Linked DNA regions of Mus musculus: all the other regions are linked to region 1. Evidence: chromatin contacts called from public HiChIP or PLAC-seq data. All regions are on one chromosome and are shown on one strand. The core of a region is the stretch at or near the end of the contact, and the rest is flanking DNA. Distances in the headings are between cores, read along the strand shown. Region 1 has its middle 14 kb from the start of Susd1. Region 2 holds the start of Ptgr1 (prostaglandin reductase 1). Region 3 has its middle 27 kb from the start of Inip.

Region 1 (2,583 bases), core at 25-2,524:
AGTGGGGAAACTGAGGTATAAGGGTGATAAAGCACATAGAGAAAAGGACAGGAGACATTTCCCCAAGGGGCTCCAATCCCCTACACTGTAATCTGTCCCCAAGTCTTATATTTCTTTGCTAGTGTTCCATGAGAAACTCTTTTCATAAGATGAGTTAAGAATTTTTGCTTAGGCTAGTACAACTGAGATCCTTTTACTTGCCAGAGAGGGAGAGCTGGTCCCACACCTTGCTGGCTGTAGCCCTCAGCAGAGTGGGCCCTGCACCTCACCTGGGTAGAGCTGGCCCCAGTAGTATGAGTATGGGTGAGTGGGCCTCAAATTCTTGAGAATGGGAATGCTGGCCATGCCCCTAGCTGGCTGAGGGAATGGGTGAACTAGCCAGGGCAGTGCTAGAGTGTTCACCCTGGTGATGTGGGTGGAGGAGAGAGCTGGAGGCTGACCAATTCACCTACCACCCAGGCCCAGATCCAAGGCTTTGAGTTGGCCCACCCCAACATCTACCCCATCTATGAACTGCTGGAGTGTGTGAAGGGTCCAGTCCTGCAGCTCCAAAGCTGCAGGATCTTCATGACACAAGGCAATGACTAGATCCAGATGAGGATCCAGTACTGTTAATGTAGCAGAAGCCAGGGCTTTGTACCAGACCAATAACTCATTACAATGAACATTTCCAAGTAAATGTGACTGTGGCTAGCATACTGCAGATTCCATGATGAGATTTTGCTGTTTGCTGGTGTTTGTTTTTATTGTTGTTCTTTTGTTTTGTTTTTATTTTTATTTTTTTATTTCTTTCGGGGGAGGTTGCAAGGGCTGTGGAGGTTGTCTCAAGGTATCTTAGTTAGGGTTTCATTGTTGTGAAGAGATGACCAAGACAACTTTTATAAAGAAAACATTTAACTGGGGCTGGCTTACAGTTCAGAGGTTTAGTCCATTGTTGTCATGGTAGGAAGCATGGCAGCCTGCAGGCCAATATGGTGCTGGAAAAGGAGCTGACAGTTCTATACTTTGATCTGCAGGTAGCAGAAGGAGACTGTGTCTGTCACACTGGGTGTAACTTGAGCCTATATGACCTCAAAGCCCACCTTCACAGTGACATACTTTGTCTAATAAGGCCACTCCTTCTCATAGTGCCAGTTTTATGACCAAGCATTCGAACACAAGAATCTGTGGGGCCCACACCTATTCAAACCTCCACAGGTACCAGCAGCCTATGAGATTCCTTAGCACCAGCTGTGTGAAGTGACTCGTCTGTCTTGGCCTGGAATGATGCAACATTCTGAAATCTCGCTTGCATTCTAAGAAACCGAAACCTTTGCTGAATCTCTCAGCCAGAGTTAATAGTACACCCGGGAGTCACTTAAAACTTGACTACCACCGGACTGTGTACTCAAACTGTTTCACTTGCCTTTAAGAGAGCAAAGCCATAACTAACCTTACTGACCTTGGATTTCCCGTGTCATCAACTTTTACAACCTCAGCCAATGCAGAGTGGTTTCTTAGACTACACACTCTTCCACGCCCCTGACACAGATAATGCATGTGTATCATTTGTTTGACAGCAGCAAACACAGAAGTTGAAAGCAATTTGCTGAAATCTATCAGAAAGGTTGAAAGTACCCTTTATGGAAAAGTGGCTAACAGTGACTGTTGTCTGGGTCAGTTGGGATCAACTGGAACCAGTGATTTATACCCTTGTAAACTTTGTTAAAGATTTGCAAACTGTCCTGTTCCTTCCCCCATGAGATGCTTTCTATGATGACCAATCAATATAAAGTGAAGCCCTTTGTGAGGGACAGACACCACCCACACACAGATACATCCAGGTCCAACAAGAGACAGAGACACAAGGATACACACAGACAGACACAGGGACAAACAGATTCATAAAACAGCCTTCCGGTAGGAGATTCAGATCATACCACACAGAGACAGAGGATGGAAGACACAGGGAGCATGAAGCAGAGAGTTCAAATCCGGATGCTCTCTTGGTTAGGAGTTCAGTAGGATGCTTTTATTCCTTTCCTTACTGTAATGCCAATGCATTGTTGGTGGCCTGGAGTTAATTACTACTGTGTTATTACCCACACATTGACCTTTCCAGCCTGTCTTGAGTGGTCAGCTTGATAACTTGGATAAAAGACAAATGGTCTCCTGGTCCCAAATGTTTGATGATGACTTATCACTGTTGTACTGTGGATGGGTGGGGGGGTGTCTACAAATGAGGATATACCAACTGGTAAATATGAAACACAGCATTGTTCACTAAAGCCTTCAATACCTTCCTATACCATACTGGCTTCTCTGTAATTTGCTCAATTTTCCTTCTGCATTTCTCTTCCAAAGCGCCCAACGATCATGGTTGGCCCTTAGGGGTGTCTGTTTCATTAGATTATAAACTGCAAAAGGCGTGAGGATGTGTCATGATGCTAGTTAACTTTGCCAATCTGTGACCAAATACTTGACAGAGTAACTCACAACCAGGATTTGCTTTTCTCACAACTTCAAGTCTACTCCGAAGTTGCTTGGTCCTGACCTCAGGCATAACATCATGACAGCAACAGCTCTCACCTCATGAAAACAGGG
Region 2 (2,583 bases), core at 33-2,532, 470 kb before region 1:
AACATACCCATCGCCTTCTTTAGCTTCTATTTTCATGAGAAATAATCTGCTTGGTTTGAACTATTATTATTATTATTATATATCATTATTGTTTAAAGAGCCACACTCATGTTTCTGTACCCTTTCACAAATACTTTTAGCCCTTTTCAGCCTCTAATAACTATCATTTCACCCCATATTCATGAGTTCAACTTGTTTTTCTTTTTCTTAGATTTTTGTTTTGGTTTGGTTTAGTTTTTCTGAGACAGAGTTTTTCTGTATAGCCTTGGCTGTCCTGGAATTCACTCTGTAGACCAAGCTGGCCTCGAACTCAGAAATCCGCCTGCCTCTGCCTCCCAAGTGCTGGGACTAAAGGATGTGCCACCACTGCCCAGCTCAACTTGTTTTTCTGATTACAGCGCCCGTCTGTGTAGCCAAGGCTGGCCTTGAACTCACTATAGCAGAAGCTATCTTGGAACCTTCCATCCTCTTGCTTCTACATGCCAAGATATAACAGGCATGCTCGCTCAGGTTTAATCTAGTTTACTGTTATTACTAGTTCGTGTGTACATGATGCAGGTGTGTGGGTGAGGGCGCTTGCGTGTCACCGAGAGCCTAAAGCGACTTCAGGAGTGGGTTCCCGCCTTCCACCCGTGGTTTCAGGGATCGAACTCAAGTCATGGGACTTGTGTGATAAGCACTTTCACACGCGGAGACATCTATTTCACAGGCGGGTTTCCCTTGTGTTTTAAGAATACATAATTCCGTCTCTTTTTCCAAAAAGGCAGCGCCTGGTCCTTCTGAAGTCGCCACAGGTCTAGTAGGTCCCCCTTGCAAAGGGTCCTCTCCGTACATGGCCTGACTTGCAAGTGTAGCTTTCACTGCGCATGCGCAAATCCCCACCCCTGTCTTCTCTTTTGAATCAGTTTGGCAATCCTGCAAACTCTGTTGCCCAGGCCTTCCTGGGTGCTGGCAGTCGCGCTCCATGCACCCACAACGGAACAGGCAGCCAGACTTTGCCCTATTCCTAGTGCGGGTCTCAATCTCTTCAAGGGCGTGCAGGACCGCGAGACGACCCCGGCCTCCCTAACTTCCTAAGTGCAGAACCCAGGAGTCGCCGAGTACCGGTGGGGTGGATTGGGGGTGCCTGCCGTGCTCACTTGCTCAACCAGGCTCTAGATGCTCGGCGGGGAGAAAGAAGGGGTTGGAGGAGGGAAGAGAGAAAAGAGAGGGCTCAAATAGAGTAGTGTAGAGTCTACTTACACAAGCTCACAGAAACTCCTTCCCGGGAGACCGCTCTGAATGCTTCGCAAAGCGCCCAGGACTTGACTTATACTGGGCGGTCGGTGAGGGCGGGGCTTCTCCAGGGAGGGGCAACTTCTGGAAGCTTTGGAGCTTCTGCCCACACACAGCAGGGAAGGGACATTGGGAGGGGTGTGTGTGTGTGTTTAAATATTTTTTTTCTTTTTTGCTTAAGTTCACAATTTATGTTTGCATCAGAAGCAAAGAAAACAAGAAACTACTACACAGTTAATTCAGGAAAAATCCTACCACCTCTGGCCAGCATTAGTTAAGCCAGCTGCTGCTGCTGACTACTTCCTGTCGTGAGGCCGGTGCTAGGTTCTCTGAAACCTTAACAAAGAAGGTGTGCAGTCATGGCATCTAAAAATATATTTCGTAAAGAATAAGGTGAAATAAAATGTAGTTGTGGCAGTGGGGAGATGGAGTCTGCATTGCTTGCTTCCAGCAGCCTGGTGTCCCCAGATCAAGAATCCCGTTCAGGTTAAGTCCCAAAGACAGCTAGTTTATTAATGGTGAGGGAAAACACTTGCTTTCGATGTAAGGATGTAAGCAGAACATTTAGAAATCTATGCTCCCGGGCAATGCCTAAGTCACAGCGCTCAAAGAATATAATTTGCACCTAAGCTTAACTATGGAAGGGGGTGGGGTGCAAGCTGGTTTACTCTGTCCTAAAGACCGCCCTTCTGTAAAGGAAACGTTAGGGAGGCTTCCTGAGGACCGTTGCTCAGGCTCACGGCAGAGAGAGCACCCAGTTCATTAAAAAAAAAAAACAAAAACAAAAAAACAAAAAAACTCTTAAGTCACAAACATTCGTTGAACAATCTTGCTTGAGGTGATGGGCTCAGAACCCCCCCCCCCCCCACCACCACCACCTTCTCCTTAGGCGACCTTGACCTTTTATCTTGGAGTTTCTGATCCCCATAGGGAACCTACCCAGGTTTTTGAGCGATCAGCTTCTCTCCCTTCCTGTCCCTCTTATTTTCCATCTTTGTGTCTCACCTTAGGACCAGCCTGTGGGAGAATGGGTGCCAGATCTCAGCGACTTGTTCATTGATGGGTCACCAAGACTCAGGCTAACTTCCTAAGCCATGCCATAGTGCAAAAATGTTTTAACTCTTTAGTCGCCATCACCCCTTCTTTAGTCTCCGTCTTCTTTTCGTCTTCTTTGAATCCACGGTTTTTACTGTCACTGACTGCTTTTCATTCCTTTGCTCTGGTCATTCAGGAATACATAGAAAGGACTTTTCTGGTTTTTAACCAAATTGGAGTCCTTCTATTTCTTTGTTTACTTATGTGTTCATT
Region 3 (2,583 bases), core at 34-2,533, 300 kb after region 1:
TGGCATGGTTATCAAGAGCTTTACGTTTGAGCTGGGGCAGCGGCTCAATGGCAGAATGCTTGCCTCGCCGAAGGTGCAAGAGCTTGGGGTCCATTCCCAGCACTAAAACATTCTTTCCCTAGTTAACCTAGATGCAAGTTGCCTCTGAGCCCTGCATCTGTGTTCTGAGAGGACCCTTAGATCTTGGGTGAGATCATTCCTCAACACCTTTTGTACTGCTCTAACAGGAGGGGAGGTAGGCAGAGTGGCACACACCTGCAGTCTCAGCATTCAGGAAACTGAGGCAGGAGGTTTACTATGAGTTGAGGGCCAACCTAGGCTACCCAGTGAGTTTTAAGTCATCTTGGGCTACCGAATGAGACTCTGTCCCCCAAACACTTAACATTCATTAATTAGAGGACTAGAGCTATTCTTCAGAGGACTTGGGTTCCACTCTAAACACCCACGTGGCAGTCCACAGTCTGCATCTGACACCCCCTTTTGGCCCCTACAGGCACTAGGCACAAACATAGAGGACAAACATACATGCAGGTAAAACACCCACACACATAAACGATAAATAAATTGCAGTTGTAGGTGCTACCTCCCTATTGCCCCAGGCCTCTCTCCGGGGAATGGTTTGCCAGGTAATAGGTTATCAGCAGGAGATCCCACTGGACACGAAGAGGTTGGCATTCAGCTGTATCTTAGGCATGCAATGAGTTTTCTTTCTTTCTAATTAAAAATGTCAGTAACATGCTTCACTTATTTCCTCCATTGCTGAGATTCTGTTCCTTACATTGTAAACTTGAAGAGGAAACCAAACCTGATAATGTGGTCCAGTGAGCACACCCATGCCTGTGAATTCTACCTCCAGCACAACCAAGCCTGATACCTCACACAAGCAAAAACAAGAGAAGGAAGACCAGAGGGGTCTTCAGAGGCCACAGTTTTTCCATTGTTTTCTGTGTTTTAAAACAGATGCTGTATCTAACCAAAGCTGTGAAAGAAATGTTCTCTTTGGTCAAGTGACATGGTCCCCATTCCTTGGATTCTGTTCTACTTTGTCAGCTGAGACCCATAAATGGCGTTTGGGAAAAAAATGTGAAATTCTATTACCTTTTGCATTAATTCATCTTATTAAAAGCGTAAAGCATTTCGGCATGTTCAGAGACACACCATTAAGATCTGAACAAGATAGTATTTATGTGGAAACTGAAATGTCCTGACAGATCCTGGGCGATGATTCACGGCTCACTTGGCAGCCAGCTTCTGCTGGCACCACCCTCAGCTCTGCTATGGTATCTATCTCTCGGCTGGCTCATCTCCAGGGTTCACGAGTCACACTGCTAGTCTAGAATTTCTCAGTATGCTACCATGCCTTCTTGAGAGATCTTTTTTTTTTTTTTCTAATTTCCAGGTTTCCAGTTTCTAAAGTTAATTTGTTATCTCTAGACAACATTGCTAATTTTGTCGGTTGAAGCTAAAGGTGGCCATATTGTTACCACTCAAATGAACAAAATGGTTATATCTCATCCTTTCAAGTATCCATCTTTTATGAGACACTGATTACTCTTTAAGGGGGGTGAGGGCGAGCTTACTTTATGTATGGAAAATGCAAACTAGTAAGACCTCAAGGAAGTTGGCTGATTTGCCCTAGACAAGCTCTGCTGTAGTCTAAGCTAAGGCTGAGCCTGTTGTGGTGCTGCTCACAGACAGCTGTGAACAGAACACAGTAAAAATTTCAATTTTGTGTCCAGTTTAAGAAATTTCACTTCTTCACAACAAAAATTGAATTCTTTGTCAAAAGAAAAACATTGTATTGCTTCAGCCTTGTTCCTAAGATGTCCCTTGTGTTTGTCTATATAAGCGAGTCCATTTAAACTAACTGTGGTTGTGCACACCTGGAACCTCAGCTCTTGGGATCTGAGTTGGGGGATTGCAAGTTCAAGGCTAGCCCGAGCTACACAGCAAGTGCTTGTCTCAAATAAATAAGTAAAACATAAAGAAAAGCCGACTGGTGGGAACTAGATACCCCTCCTCTCTGAGAGGCCAGGAGAAGGCCAATGAGAAATATCCTTAAGCCACGTTTTGACTGTTGCCCACGGTAGTCTGAGCATGTCTGGCTCTGTGCCTACCGTCCTGGAGATTTTCCTCAAGTTGCTCATTACAGTCATGCTGCATTTAACCCAAGTTTCTCATGACTCAGCTACTGCAGCAATGGAAATGCTTAAGAGCACCCCACCCCCCAAAGAAAGAGTGTCTAATTTGTTGGTAAGCACATAGTAACCCCATCAATACTCATACTGACTACATAGCTTCCTCCTCTCCACTGAAAGGGAAAATAGCTCCGAAGCCTCATCGAATGAGGCTGATAGAGCGAGCGACTTACTACTGCATCCACCCACTTTTCAAATGAAGACCCAAGTCTGACCGGTCAGCACTGGGAAGGACACCCCTGGGCTGCCTAGTTCCCTTAACCTTCACAATGGCTCTGCAGAGTGTGTCTAATTATTCCCAGGTAGTTGTTAAGCAACCAAGACTCAGATAAGTTGCTTTAACTTCCCAAATTCCTACAGAGCTAGTAAGCTGGATAAAGTAAAC

The links. HiChIP or PLAC-seq counts read pairs in DNA pulled down with a chosen protein or histone mark.
Region 2: a contact with region 1 is called in an H3K27ac HiChIP or PLAC-seq map of embryonic stem cells, with 5 read pairs. The contact joins the promoter of Ptgr1 here to the enhancer-like site in region 1. A contact is called at or near these places in 4 of 39 promoter capture datasets (the C10 cell line, hematopoietic stem and progenitor cells, liver and 1 more) and 2 of 115 datasets of contacts at active chromatin or transcription factors (embryonic stem cells and large pre-B cells).
Region 3: a contact with region 1 is called in a CTCF HiChIP or PLAC-seq map of the NIH/3T3 cell line, with 5 read pairs. The contact joins two enhancer-like sites.

The regions. Positions count from the first base shown.
Region 1 is chr4:59,451,382-59,453,964 of GRCm38.p6, forward strand. No RefSeq gene overlaps it. Among named protein-coding and RNA genes, the nearest start is that of Susd1, 14 kb to the left of the region's middle. Within about 2 kb of position 1,275, at least 65 of the 459 cell types and tissues checked have an H3K27ac peak or open chromatin away from gene starts, as enhancers often do. A contact at or near this core is called in the NIH/3T3 cell line, embryonic stem cells, hematopoietic stem and progenitor cells and 1 more, where this site is marked.
Region 2 is chr4:58,985,796-58,988,378 of GRCm38.p6, forward strand. It overlaps Ptgr1 (prostaglandin reductase 1), which reads right to left and starts at 1,283. Exons shown (of 10, transcript NM_025968.3): 1 at 1,243-1,283.
Region 3 is chr4:59,755,503-59,758,085 of GRCm38.p6, forward strand. It overlaps a transcript of E130308A19Rik not described here. Among named protein-coding and RNA genes, the nearest start is that of Inip, 27 kb to the right of the region's middle. Within about 2 kb of position 1,284, at least 54 of the 459 cell types and tissues checked have an H3K27ac peak or open chromatin away from gene starts, as enhancers often do. A contact at or near this core is called in the NIH/3T3 cell line, where this site is marked.